Regions from separate parts of the Mus musculus genome. Here region 2 is linked to region 1. A link is a contact called in public Hi-C data. All regions are on one chromosome and are shown on one strand. Each heading gives the region's core, a stretch centred on a gene start, on an enhancer-like site or on the middle of the called end of the contact. The rest is flanking DNA. Distances are from core to core; before and after follow the strand shown. Region 1 holds the start of Gulp1 (GULP, engulfment adaptor PTB domain containing 1). Region 2 overlaps Gulp1 (GULP, engulfment adaptor PTB domain containing 1).

The links. A called contact is a pair of places that touch in the nucleus more often than the background predicts.
Region 2: a contact with region 1 is called in a Hi-C map of uterus, with 3 times the contacts expected there. The contact joins the enhancer-like site here to the promoter of Gulp1 in region 1. A contact is called at or near these places in 4 of 39 promoter capture datasets (the 3T3-L1 cell line, 3T3-L1-derived adipocytes and liver), 8 of 484 Hi-C or Micro-C datasets (adipose-derived mesenchymal stem cells, frontal cortex, nephron progenitors and 1 more), 2 of 115 datasets of contacts at active chromatin or transcription factors (embryonic limb bud and fibro-adipogenic progenitors) and 3 of 9 other capture datasets (adipose tissue, liver and pancreatic islet).

The regions. Positions count from the first base shown.
Region 1 is chr1:44,547,165-44,554,208 of GRCm38.p6, reverse strand. It overlaps Gulp1 (GULP, engulfment adaptor PTB domain containing 1), which reads right to left and starts at 2,538. Exons shown (of 11, transcript NM_028450.3): 1 at 2,337-2,538. It overlaps Gm39635 (a long non-coding RNA gene), which reads left to right and starts at 2,752. Exons shown (of 3, transcript XR_865406.1): 1 at 2,752-2,829; 2 at 3,499-3,900.
Region 2 is chr1:44,675,637-44,682,680 of GRCm38.p6, reverse strand. All of the region lies in intron 1 of Gulp1 (GULP, engulfment adaptor PTB domain containing 1), which reads right to left. Among named protein-coding and RNA genes, the nearest start is that of 4930521E06Rik, 66 kb to the left of the region's middle. Within about 2 kb of position 3,545, at least 41 of the 459 cell types and tissues checked have an H3K27ac peak or open chromatin away from gene starts, as enhancers often do. A contact at or near this core is called in embryonic limb bud and uterus, where this site is marked.

The DNA of each region.
Region 1 (7,044 bases), core at 1,289-3,788:
AAGTCAACCTCAGAGAGAAGAGTGACATTTACAACCTCAAACTCCAACATTCAGAAGGAATACAAACCACATTTGCTTTTTACCCTTTACCTCCCATGCCTACCTCATCCACCTCACTAAGGAACAAATTGAGGGACAGATTAAATAGAAGCAAAGATAATAAAGAAAAGGGTCTGAATTTCAGATAAGGCTCAGGGTTTCTAGATTGCCTGGAATTGAGAAAGGAGCAGTAAGTTTGCACCCTGATTTATCCTGCTTCAGGGAAAGGAGGAAGATTTGTTTATTATGGGGGCTCTTCTGTAATACAAGAAAGACATACTAGATGAATTTTCCCCTTTAATTCTATGATCCCAAATCCAAGCTATCTGAAATTAATTGAATTAATCAATTTAGGTGGAAAACCATCTGCTCAGTGCTGGTCTTTCATTCTTACTGGCCATGAAAACAAAGAAGAAAGGTCAAGGCCTGAAGGACTGAAGTGGCAGCTAACAAGGTGCATCTGGAGAAGACCGAGTAACAGGGTAAGCACACGCAAACTGTTGCTATTTCAGAGCAAGGGTGGAAAGGACCACACTTCCCTTTGGGCCTTCTTAACTCTCCTTGATATTCAACTGCATTCTATGCTTAGTCAATTGTTTTTGTTTTTATTTTTTTCCCCAAAGACTCTTAGTCATTTAAAGTTTTCATTTTAAAAGAACCCCCCTATTTAAGCCCCAGTACCACCACCAAGCCATTCAAATTATGCCCTGCAACTTCCCGAGTCTCTTTCAGGCCTGCCTACTGAGTTCAGTCTAGTTTGGCTGCCTGCCAGATTCTTCCATTCTTTTCTTGTCAGTCTTAAAAACTTGGGAAATGCTCCTGGACAGCTCAAGGAGAGTTTAATTATGCAGTGAAGCAGTACCTTAGTCTCACCGTTGTTTCTAGAAAAGCTTGCAGACACCAGCGTCCAAACTCTCCCATTCGGTGGGTTTTCTAGCAATTTCTAGCTATTTGATTATGAGGAAGAAGGAGGGAAAGGCTGGCAGAGCAACCAGGCAATTTGCAAAACTGAAAAAAAAAATCCAATTCCTTTCAGGATTTTCCACCTCTCATCGTTTACTCTGTTTTCTAATTCGTACTCTTTTACGACCTGTTCAGCCATATGGACTACATAAAATCATAGGTATCCTGGCCTCTGCAAGCCCTAGAATTAATAGAATTGACAGAGTCTAGAAAGTTTTCATTCTTAAATGTTGGTGCAGCATTTTTAAAAGCAGACAGAATACACAGTTATTAAATCTTCCTAATTGATATTATGTTGTCAAACAGACTGAAATATCGCACGTAAATGTCTATTAACAAAGACAAGCTCCATCAAGAAAAACTAAGACGCTGTGTGTGTGTGTGTGCGTGTGCGTGTGTGTGTGTGTGTGTGTGTGTGTGTCGGGGTGAGGTAGGGGTGTTCCTTGACTGCCAGCCCACACTTGAGAGTTTCCCCAACAGCAGCTGTATCTCCCTCACTCTACCTTGGCACGCTATTTCTAGCTGCAGCGTTCAGCTTCCTGTTCAAGTCCCATTCTACATTGTAAACACATTCCAAGAAAACTAGACTGCCCAGAGTTCCCTCCTGCAAACAGGGAAATCAGCCCAGCAGCCCCAGGATAGAGAGCCAGTTGGGCCACCACCAGGAGGTGGACCAGAGCAAGCAAGCTTGGCAAGCTGAGTCCCACTAACATAACGCCCGCAGAAGCGGGGATCTGACCGGCCTAGCCAAAGGGCAGCCGCATGGACACCGCCCGAGAGTGGGGGCCCTACCCACGTAGGGCTTTAAAGTATCTGCGGCCCAGTCACAAGCTCCTTGCCGCCTCCCCTGCCGCTGCCCACATTTTTACAGCGACCCAAACAAAGCGAGACCAAGCTGGAGGAAGTTGGCTCTCGGGTCGCCTAGTTGACCCAGCGATGCCTCCTTTTGCTGAGCAGCCTCTGTTCCATGCACCCGCAGCGGGCGGGATGGTCCAGCGTCCCCCCACCGCTTGCTCCCGACGCCTGCTAGCCCCCACCTCGCCCAGAAGTTCCTCCTTGGGTCGAGGGGAGGATGCGGCGGGAAGGCACAGGGCTGGCGTCCCTGGGTGGCCCCATCTTCCTCCCTCACTGCCCCCGCCTGCAGCAACAGGTCCCTCTTTCAGTGCCCACAGACTCCCTGTGCCCTCGGGGTCGGAATCTGCGCAACCTATAAGCGGTCGCAGCCCGGTGCCCTCCTCACCCTCCTGCTAACTGCGCTTTCCTCTCGGGGTCTGTTCCTGGTTCCGCGCCACCTGGCCATAGCTGGCCGGACCAGAGACGCTCCCGCTTCCTACCCTGGCTTGTAGAGGGATGCGGTCGCAGGGCTGGGGCAGGCACAGGAGCTCCGGGAACCGTGGCCCACGATCGCGTGTTCGTATCCCACAGGAAAACTTTGTGCAGGTTCGAAAGGCACTGGGCTCCGGACCCTAGGGCTCTGGTCCTCTCCCTCCTTCTAATCCGCTGAAGCCCAAACTGGTGCTGGCGACGGCAGGGGCTGGGTCGGGACTCCCGGTTGCTGAGGGCTAGGATCGCCGGGCTCCCCCTCTCGGCCAGAAGAAAACTCCGGCTCTGTGTGCGCACTAGGGACGCTGGTGGGGTTTTCTGCAGTAATGCAGAACTGTCCTGCTTTTAAAGGCAGACCTGGAGAGGTTAGGGAGTAAGACAGAAAGAAACCGGTTTCCAGAAGAAGCTGTCCATTCTTATTTCAGACGGAGAGAAAACACCGGCCCCGCCCCACTTCCACAGCTCCAGGTTTCCTTTTAAACCTCCTCCCACAGATGCTGTTTGGTAAGAATTTAAAACACCTCTGAGGTTTAACAAAAAAGAAAGTGACACAGAAAGGGCATAAATATAAGTGAGGAGGGCTCTCCACAGCCTCGTGAAACGCAGCTGCAGGGACTAGACTTTTTCTTTTCTTTTTTCTTTTCTTCTCTTCTCTTCTCTTCTCTTCTCTTCTCTTCTCTTCTCTTCTCTTCTCTTCTTTCTTTCTTTCTTTCTTCCTTCCTTTCTTTCTTTCTTTCTTTCTTTCTTTCTTTCTTTCTCTTTTAAACTCTGTCTGAATCTTTGCACGTTACCCCTCCCCCCCGTGGGGCGGTGAAAGGTAGCTGGTCCCTGGTTGAGCTAAGGCTAAATGCCCAGGAGACCATGAAGGGACAGTAGGAGTTTTTGCCTGCTCCTGGACACCAGGCCTCTGTCACTAGCTGTAGCCCCACCTCCATCCTCCATAGATTTGTGGTCATCAGTTACATAAGCGCAACTCCCCAAGCCCCTCCACAGGTAGAGGATATGACCTGTGGTCACATAGGCTCAAATCTAATCTCTATTTTAATGAGGTACTCTCCCTGTAAAAGGTATTTAATCTCAGGCCCACCCTGAGAAGGGGGGTATGGTTTTACACATCCACTTTCTGCCATGACAATAAATGCCTTAAAACCAAGGACTGCCTCTTTTCTTCAGGATCTGCCGCAGGGAGACACGGAGATGACCTTTGTCTACAGAGCCACTGTGTAATCTTCCATAGAAGGCCTCTCTGTGCTCCCAGCCAGGACCCAAGCCCAAGCTAAACTCAAGCCAAGGACTCTCCCCTGAGACCAGCCAGAGCTCCTCCCTTCTTTCCCCCACCCTGGCCCTGGGCTAGATCCAACCCTCGGGCCCCCACTCTGCTTTCAGCTCTTCCTCAGCTTCCAGCCGCACCTGGATGTCCAAGAGCCTGAGAACCAGAAGACCAGGTCTTATCACAGGCCTGGGGAGCTCCAAGCCAGCTCTGGCTGTCCTGCACCTCAGGCTGTGCTTCCCCACCCCCGGAGCAGAGTCCCGTGGCTTCCCTGCAGCCCAACACCCACCCAGGGACAGTGTGGGGTAAGTCCTGTCAAGATTCCCAAGCGCCGGTGCCCTGTAGTGGAGTGGACTTGGGACCCACAACCCTACATCCCCCTACTCCAACACCCTCCCTCCAAAATAATAGGACAACTTTCTCGACAGCCACATTCTACTTATTAGCAATCTTTCTGTGCTTACCTCAGAATTCAGAACAGAAATGGTGTGGAGTTGAGAGGAAAACAGCAAACCATTCCTTTTTTTCTGTAGACCAGGCTGGCCTCGAACTTGAACTCAGAAATTCGCCTCTCTCTGTCTCCCAAGTGCTGGGATTAAAGGCATGCGCCACCACACCCAGCCACAGCAAACTATTCTTAAATGAGCCTGGTAAACTTCTGACTGGGAAAAGAAGAAGAACACATCCTCATAAGAGAGAATCTTGGAGCGTGAGAGGACCGCTGAGAACCTTTCTGGGAAGATAATCCTTAAAATTTAGCTGTCCCAATTTTAGTTCGGATGTAAAAATAAAGGGGAAAGATATAAAGCGGTTTACACGGCTAACATGCGTAAATATCGATGTGCTTTGGAACATGATGTAGTCCAAGCCAGGGCAGAGGCAGCAGAGGGACCGAAATCCATTTCAGACCCCTTTCTTACTCTTTCTCTTTTCCAGGACACTCTTGTTACCTATCCAATTACAATAGGAGAAAAGACTTAGGTGTTATTTATAGTTTATGGCAGTCAAGTGTACAGGGGTTAAAATAGACGAGTTTTAGAGAAAGAAGACAGAAAAAAAAAAAAGGTTCTTAAACATTCCATCATATTTTGCTGTAATTTGAAGAGACAGGATATGCTAGTGGAAATTCCTCTCCAAACATTTTATAAGTGAGTGAGCCTTTTCGGATACTTGTTGCATTAAAAAGACCCAACCTCTCAGTATTTCCAACAGAAACAATGTGGAGATCATGTAGTCTAAGCAAACTCCTTTGTTTGGAACCTAAGGTAAAGGAAGGTCAGAGATGTTAGGTGATTTCCTGACTCCACGTTTAGATCGCGTGAATTTGGCTCGTGGGTTTCTTTTCTTTCTTTCTTTCTTTCTTTCTTTCTTTCTTTCTTTCTTTCTTTCTTTTTTCCTTGCTTGCTTTCCCCTTTATCAAAATAAATAAGCATACATTGAAATTACTATAACAGAGAGGATGAGTATGTAGCTCATTTTATTGGCTCCTTGTCTAATGTGCACCATAAAAATAGATGTGGTGACACACACAAGTGAACCCAGCACTCAGGAGATAGAAATAGGAAGTTTACCATTATCTTAGGCATATAACTTGTTAAAGGAAAGCTTGGGATACACAGAACCCTAAAAAAAAAAAAAAAAAAAAAAAAAAAAAAAAAAAAAAAAAAAAAAAAAAAAAAGAAAGAAAGGAAGGAAGGAAGGAAGGAAGGAAATTACAACAAAAACACTTGAAAACAAGTATAGTAGTTTTTTCTGTAAATAATCGTAAATAATTCATGAATAATTATGGGTAATTAAGCAATGCCATTTGCATAATGATTTTATCAGTATAGCTATCACCTAAGAATACCTGTAAATACTGGGTATTTTAATGCAGTTGTAAAAGATTCTAGAATACTAGAATACTAGACTCCATAGAGTCTAGTCTAGCATAGAATACTAGACTCCCAAGAATATACTAGATTAAGAAACAGCAGATCTTTTTCAATTAACAACTCTTCTTAAATATAGGACCAAAAGAAAGTATCTGATTACAGAGATGAACATTATAAACTCCAGTCTACAAACTACTGGAGAGCATGTTCTTTTAGCTGTTCATTTGCCTCTACTAGCTTTTAAAAGGACTTTTAACCCCTTTCTCACTAAACTCCATGGTGAAACTGGTCTGCCTTTGGAGAGCTAAGGCCTGGGTTCTCGGAGCTACAACCCGGTGTTCCCCTCTCAGTAAGAGTCTCCTTTGCAGCCTTGTCCTCATTGCCTGATTAAAACCATTTCCTGAAGATCTGAGTTCGTTCTTTATTTAGATCTGTGTTCCCTATCTATGACAGGTCAAAGTTACTACACAGAAAACAAATTATTACTACAAAGTATATTCAGTGTTGGATGGATACTTGAAAACACACGAGTCTCCGCAGCTGCCTCTTTCCAGACATTGCACATAATGCGCATCAGTGTATGCTTTTGTAGTTTCTCAGAAAACTTAAAGTCTCTAAATTAGCTCTTGTGTAAGTTATGTTCATTGTCTAACTTTCAAACTGAACTTCTTTAGGAAATGGCTTGGAGGTATAAAGATCCCAAGGATGTTAGAACCAAGGTTTTTATCAGCACTAAACCAAAACCGAACAAAATTTAAAATCAGACTTATGAGAAGGAAGACGCCAAGGGGAAAAGGTTATGGAAAACTGTCAGGGTATAACCACTAGACAGTGCACATTGAATTTCCTCAAAGTTACATTTGAAAATACTTACTATTTATCATGCTGGATAAAGATAAAATATATAAAATATAAAATATGCTCATAAAAATGAGCAGCCTTCTATTAATTTTAAAAGTAAGTGGGGGGGGAGGGTATGGGGGACTTTTGGGATAGCATTCTAAATGTAATTGAGGAAAATACATAATAATAAAAAATATTAAAAAAAAAAGTAATGTTCCTGCTCAGGCCAATTTGCAGTTCCTCTTGTTTGAGTAAGAATAAAACTGACTGACTTTTGTTGCTCCTGGAGGTGATGCCACACCCCTGTAGTTTCAGCAAGGTAATTCCTGACAATTACACTTTGACAGGATTTACAACCATCTAGAAACCAAACTTCTGGGTTTGTCTGTGAGGACATTTCTAAGCAGACTTAACTGAGGTTGAAGATCTTCTCCAAACTCACACCCTTCCAGGAGCGCCTGATTCCATACAAAGGGAAACAGAGAGAAAAGAAGCTGAGCACCAGCTAGTTAGTCCATCAGTTTCCTGACTAAGGATGCGACTTGATCATCCTACTTGTCATGCTGCTGCAGCCTCCGCGTCTTCACTTCCACGAGTGACTGTAGTCTCAAAATGGGAGTAAAAGAAACTCTTTCTTTGAGTTGCTTTTGTTAAGTATTTTGTAAAAATAATGAGAAAAAATATCTAATGCAATAAGTTTGCAGCCAGCCTGAGGTACATGGAGATTCATCC
Region 2 (7,044 bases), core at 2,296-4,795, 130 kb before region 1:
CAAAAGAAAATCAGGCTGGAGTAGCAGAATTGATTGTCTCTAATGTTCTTCTACACAGGAGACTGTATGTAAATATTAGAAAATATTTACTGTCATGAATATAGTAATCTTTAATGATCCAAAGTTTTAAAATTATTTAAAAGATTATGAGCAATTCATTACAACCCCATGAACCATTACTTTAAAACCTTCTATCTGCTGCTAGGGTAATATTGCACCTATATGTATATTTAAAGTCATAAAGTGATGTTTACTGTTCATTGTCATTTTGGGTGTATGTATGTGTGTGCATATGCATGCTTATCACTTCTGTGCCTTTTGGCTAAGATCAAGGGTAGCATAGGCATGTTTACATGTATAAGTTCAGGTATGTGGGTAACACAGCATATATGTGTAGGTCAGAGGACAATTTCCAGTGTCAGTCATCATCTTCCACATTGTTTGAGACAGGTCTATTTGAATACATGTACGTATGTTGTATACATGAAGGTTTCTGGGCTGGGATTCAGACATTCTTTTGACTTTGGCTCACATGGCTATACGAGGATTAACAAAGCATGCATGCACACCGAACTTTAAGTGAGCCCTGAAGATTTAAACTTGCGTTCTCATGATTGTACAGCAAGGACTTTACTCACTGAGCTATCTGCCTAACCCAATGCTAGCTTTTAAACTAGAACATTAATTTACTGTATGAATATCACAGACGCATTCTCCTAATACATGAAAACTAAACAAGTTATATACAAATTGCATCGATACAACTGAAAATATGTTCTATTTTCTCATAGTTTACTCCAGCACAGCACTCGGGTAAGAGTAAACTGTGAAGATGGCTTAAGATATAAATTCCCAATGAATTTGTTTAGAAAGGAGAAGCAAATACACCTTAAAGCAATGTATTTGTAATTATAATAGTAATAAAGAGAATGATAACTATATAAAGGGTTCAAATTAAAATAAGCACTTTTAATTAGATATTTTACTTATTTACATTTCAAATGTTATCCCCTTTCCTGGTTCTGCTCTGCAAACTCCCTATCACTTCCCCACTTTCTCAGCTTCTATGAGGGTGCTCCCCACCACCCACCCACCCACTCCTGCCACACCTCACTCGCATTTCTCTACACTGGGGTATCAAACCTTCACAGGACCAAGGACCTCCCCTCCCACTGATGCCAGGTAAGGCCCCTTCAGCTCCTTCAGTCTCTCCCCTAACTCCTCCATTGGGGTCTCTGTGCTCAGTCTAATGGTTGGCTATGAGCATCTGCATCTGTATTGGTCAGGATCTGGCAGAGCCTCTCAGAAGACAGCTGTATCAGGCTTCTGTTAGCAAGAATTTCTTGGCAGCAATAATGTCTGGGTTTGGTGTCTGCTTATGGAATGGATTCCCAGGTAGGCCAGGCTCTGGATGCCCTTTCCTCCAGTCTCTGTTCCACTCTTTGTCACTGTATTTCCATTGAACAGGAGAAATTCTGCGTTGAAATTTTGGAGAAGGGTGGGTGACCACATTCCTCTACCAGGGGACATGCCTAACCTCTGGATATGGTCTGGACAAGTTCCCCCTCCCCTTTGTGGGGTATTTTCAGCTAATGTCAGCCCCGATGGGTTCTGGAATGTTCTTGCTTTCCTGGAATCTGGGACATTCTGGTTGTTACCCCAAGTTCCCCATCCTCTATTGCTACACACCTCTGTTTCATTTCGTGACCCTCTGTACATCTCCTCCATCTCCTCCCATACCTAATTCTGCCTCTCTTTCTCTCCCCCCCCCTTCTCTTCCTCACAAGGCCCTCCCACCCTCTACTTCCCAAGATTATTTTGTTCTCCCTTGTAAGAAGGACAGAAGCATCCACTTCTCTTTGGTCTTCTTTCCTCTTGAGCTTCATGTGGTCTGTGACTTGTATCATGGGTATTCCATGCTCTTTGCCTAATAACCACTTACCAGTGAGTACATATCATGTGTGTTCTTTTGTGACTGAGTTACCTTACTCAGGATGATATTTTCTACATCCATCTATTTTCCTGAGAATTTCATGAAGTCATTGTTTTTAGCAGGTGAGTAGTATTCCGTTGTATAAATGCACCACATTTTCTGTATCCATTCCTCTGTTGAGGGACATCTGGGTTGTTTCTATTTTCTGGATACCATCAATATGACTGCTATGAACAGAGTGTAGCATGTGTCCTTATTACATGTTGGAGCATCTTTTGGGTATATGCCCAGGAGTGGTATTGCTGGGTCCTCAGGTAGTACTGTCCAATTTTCTGAGGAACTGCCACACTGATTTCAGAGTGGTTGTAGAGCTTGCAATCCCACCAGCAATGGAGGAGTGTTCCTCTTCTCCAAATCCTCGCCAGCATCTGCTGACACCCGAGTTTTGTTCTTAGCCATTCTGACTGGTGTGAAGTGGAAATCTCAGGGTCATTTTGATTTGCGTTTCCCTCATGACTAAGGACATTGAATGTTTCTTTAGGTGCTTCTCAGTCATTTGAGTGTCCTCAGTTGAGAATTCTTTGTTTAGGATTTTAAATAGGATTATTTGGTTCTCTGGAGTCTAACTTCTTGAGTGCTTTGTATATATTGGATATTAGCCCTCTATCAGATATAGGATTGGTAGAGACCTTTTCCCAATCTGTTGGTTGCCATTTTGTCCTATTGACAGTGTCCTTCGCCTTACAGAAGCTTTGTATTCTGTTCAGGAAATTTTCCCCTATACCTATGTGTTCGAGGCTCTTCCCCATTTTCTCTTCTATTAGATTCAGTGTGCCTAGTTTTAGGTGGAGTTCCTTGATCTACTTGGACATGAGTAAAATTAGCATTTTTCAATTATCTAAAGATTGGTCCAAATACATTTTATGAGCTGGAAAATATGTATTAAATTCTTAAGCCATCAGGATACTGAAACACAGTACAGGCACCATCTCAAAGAAATCCTGTTTTGATAGAAGGAAAAAAGCACAACTCTTCTTTTAAAGAAAAACAAATACTGTGTTCTTTTACGTTTCCAATGTTATGCTTGTCCTTTCATTTTATTTTATGATCCTGCTCTCATAATGCAAACCATATGCTGCAATACCCAGCCAGAGCTCATTCCTTTAACACTGCACAAATGTGCTCACTCAGCAGACTAACATAGTGACTGAGTTCTTAAGCACGGCTTTGATCATTTTTTTTTTTTTTTTTTGCCAACACAGGCCAGGTAAAACAAAGCAACAGTGTGTCTTTCTCTGGTATATGTCAAGTTGGTGTTCGGTGGTAATTGCTAATAAAATTCAGTAGAAAACTAGCTCTTTAGAAAAAATTAAGAAATCCCCAGTTGAAATATATTATTAATAATTTAAATATCCATGGGCCTGTGTTCTAACCTAAGGAATCACTCGGCTTTGCAGGTTAACTGGCAGCTTGTTCTACATTACTAACTGAGGAATCTGCCCAACGGTGCCAGTAAACTTTAGACTTGCTTAGCGAAAGCCAGAAAGTGGGGAGGCCTGTTATTTGTGACATTTAATTATTTTCAGCTGTGAGGCAGATGGTGCCAGCTCAGAGAGCTGTACTGAGTGGCAATGACTAGGCTCCTGAAGCACAAACCTTGGTCTCTGTGGCACCCCTTGCTGTGGCCTATCAAAAACTTTCTGTACTTTATTGTCTAAGAGCAGTTACTAACAGAAAGCAGGAGCTGTCTGCTCCAATGTCCTCTTTTTCTTTTACATTACAGAAAACATTCTAAATAAATGAAACTTGAAGAAAGCAATAATGACTCATCTTGACTTACTGGGTGCAATGTTTCAATGCTGCAGAAAAATATAGAAGTGAGCATAAATATGCATAGATAATATATGTTCATGTGAGTTAAAAACAGTAGTTTAGGTAGGAAGAATTAGTTCATCATCTGACACTATACTACCTTCTTAGTAAAGGTCACTAATGGTTCCTTAGTTCAATTTTCAGCTAGAAAAAATCTCAATAGGAAGGGTTAAGCTGAGGATGAAACTTAGTAGTTCAGGTTCATGTTTACTGCCTGTGAAGTCCTCTTTTCAATTTTGGTGGTACACATCTGTAAATCCTAGCACTCTGGAGATGGAGGTGAGAAGCCCAGAAGTTCAAGAGTGTCTTTGGCTACACAGTAGGTTTGCAGGCCATACTAGCATATATTGAACTTGTATCAAAACCAGCAGCAACAACAACAAAAATTAAGTATTCTATCAATTTAGCTATGCTATACATGTGATGCTCAAATGTTATTCACCACAAACAAGCAATTGGAGGAAGGGTATAAATCATGCAGGTCAAATTATGTAAGCAGGGGGATTATAAAGACACATGAACCAGAAGTGAAAGAAGAACTCTATTCCTAAGGTGTGGCTGAAGACTCTCACCAGCTAGGAATCAGGAACGGAAACAATTAACACTTGTTCAACACCTTCCTCCTTTTCCAGCTACAAACCTTCCTTTCCTAGGAATCTTGCCAGAAACATCAATGATGTACCCTTAAGCCTTGCTGAACCTACTTGGACCTGGTTTCATCAAATTGAAATCAGATCCAAGATACCTCCATAACTACCCTATAATTTAATCATCACACAGGAAAGAGAAATAAAAGAGAAAATGGTTCCTTAAGATTTTAAAGAACAATGACATTCTAAAAGATCCATAAAGGTCTACACACACACATTATTTTGACAATGAGACCAGAATCTCCTTTGAGAAATCCACATCCATGCTCTATTGAACATCTTCTACTTTAGCTTAACTAAGTTCTAATTCTACTTCTCATTAGTTTGGTCTGAAATTCTTTTTTCTAGTGTGATCAAGAATCAGGCTTTACTCAAGCTGAGGTCCCTAAAAACTTAAGGAAAATTCTCAGGTCAGGGTGGAGGACAGCATATAGCTGTGCCCCCATACCATCTTCTGCTCTAAACTTGCATATTAACATCAACACATTATAATTAGACAAACAAATTAAGTCTGATAGAACGCTCCTAGATTCACTTTAGAAGGCAGCATGAGTTGCTAATGCTAAAACACCTGCTATCGTAGAGGAATGTAACATGTTTACAAAATACCTTTCTTAGTATTGTTCATGGTAACAGGAAAAGATGTGTGTTATACTGCACCGTCATATCTTGTACATTATTAGTGTGTATAGCCATCACCTCATACACATTAATAAGCAATCCACAGGTACGGATCATTGGGAAGACTTATTAGAACTGGCTAAAAGATAAATGTGGAGCATCAGAAAAACACATGGAAACTGATAAAGGGAAAGGCAACAAACATTTTTTTAAATATTTGAATGAATGTAAAAATGGATAAAGTCTATAATTGCCACTTGAGCTACTACTAAAAACTGCCTCTTTTAAAATTCAAGAAAATTAAAATTTCACTGAATTTTCTAATAATGTAGCAATAATACATGTAGTCTCTAATCTTACAGAATGCTTCTGATGCATTTTTCCAGGCATGACTCCAAGTCTCTGGATCCTAAGAACAGCAATGGGAATTAGTTTGCATTAGTAGAACATAGTCTCATTCGGAAAATTTGTAGCAGAAATACTACCTTTAATTTTCTAGCTTTATCATTGTGTGTCACACTCTGTGTTGTATGACTAACCAAGAAAGCAATGATGCTTCACAAGTTAGTCTTATGGTAACTATCATTTCACTTAGCATTTCAAGTCATAAGCCTAAGCTTAGGTATAGGAAATGTCTTTTAATAAATTGTGTTGTTCGCATTTTCCTTGCTTCTTCTATAAATGTGTTTGTATTTCCCATACACACTTTGAATTTCTAGTGAGAGCCTCTTCAATGCATCTACATCTGTTGTTCACTAAAAAAAATTGTGTAGAGTGAATAATTGAGTTGTAGATATAGTTGTTATAGCAGAATGAAATTTAGTATCCAGCAATATCAGGATATTGAAGAATTATAAAAGTAGCAACACAAAAATTAGGTAAAAAATTTTTAAGATCTGTTTAGAAATTATTTCATATCCTATTATTCCTGTCATTCATTGTTACACTAGACCCCTAAAAGGACTGTAAAATTAAATCTTTGATGGATAGCACAGATTGGGATACTCTTAGTAAAATGTATCTATATCCTAGCAGATAATATAGAGAACCTTTTATGTCTTGGAAGATACAAAAATGGAATTTCAGTTACAAAATTACCTGCTTGTGATGTTCACAGTACTGTTCCAGACATTTTTTTAGCAGACCAAAACAGTTATGTGCTAGTTATGCAATATGTCTGGGTTGTACACAAATTCCAATCATGTAGAGTAGTCATAGATAGCTGCCATAACACTGAGGGAAGGTGGGTCTAGAAATCAAAAGTCACTCTTTTGTGGCTAACTCCGGAGTTAGCTTTTACAATCAAAACACTTTGGCCATGAATTGTCAATACAATATATGTTATTCCAGTAGTAATGAAGATTCTGTTATCCTTTTAATCTTTAAATTGATGGATTAAAACATATGTAATTATCATTCATAATATATTTTACAAAATCTACCCTATGGTTTGACTAGTCTTTGTTTTTGTTTGTTTCTTTGTTTCTTTTCATGAGACTTTACAACCACCCTTAGAATTTTTCAAGAAAATAATATATTGTTAATTATAATCACTGTGCTGGAAAATAGGCCTAGAGCTTCTGGTCCAATCTACCTGACATTTGTACTATTGAAAAATCATTTTAGTTTGCAAGACAGGAAGATCAGCTGCTGGTGTAGCACCTCAGGGACACACCAGGACCTGGATGGAGACAGTAAAGATCAACAAACAGAACAATGAGAGAATTAGTCTCAGAAGCTGGCCTATGCACTAGAGAAGAAGGCAGAATGCCATTTAATTAAACTGTCCCATGTGCTAGATAGGAAGGCAAAATGCCATTTGACTCTAAGGTCCCTTTCTATAAGTAAATGGCTTTTTTGAATGAAAAGAAACAATAAACAAAAACAAAACACAATGACACATAGTTGCTCACTTCCCTTCCAGAGCTATTTTGACTATCTTTCCAATATGCATACTTTTAACTCTAA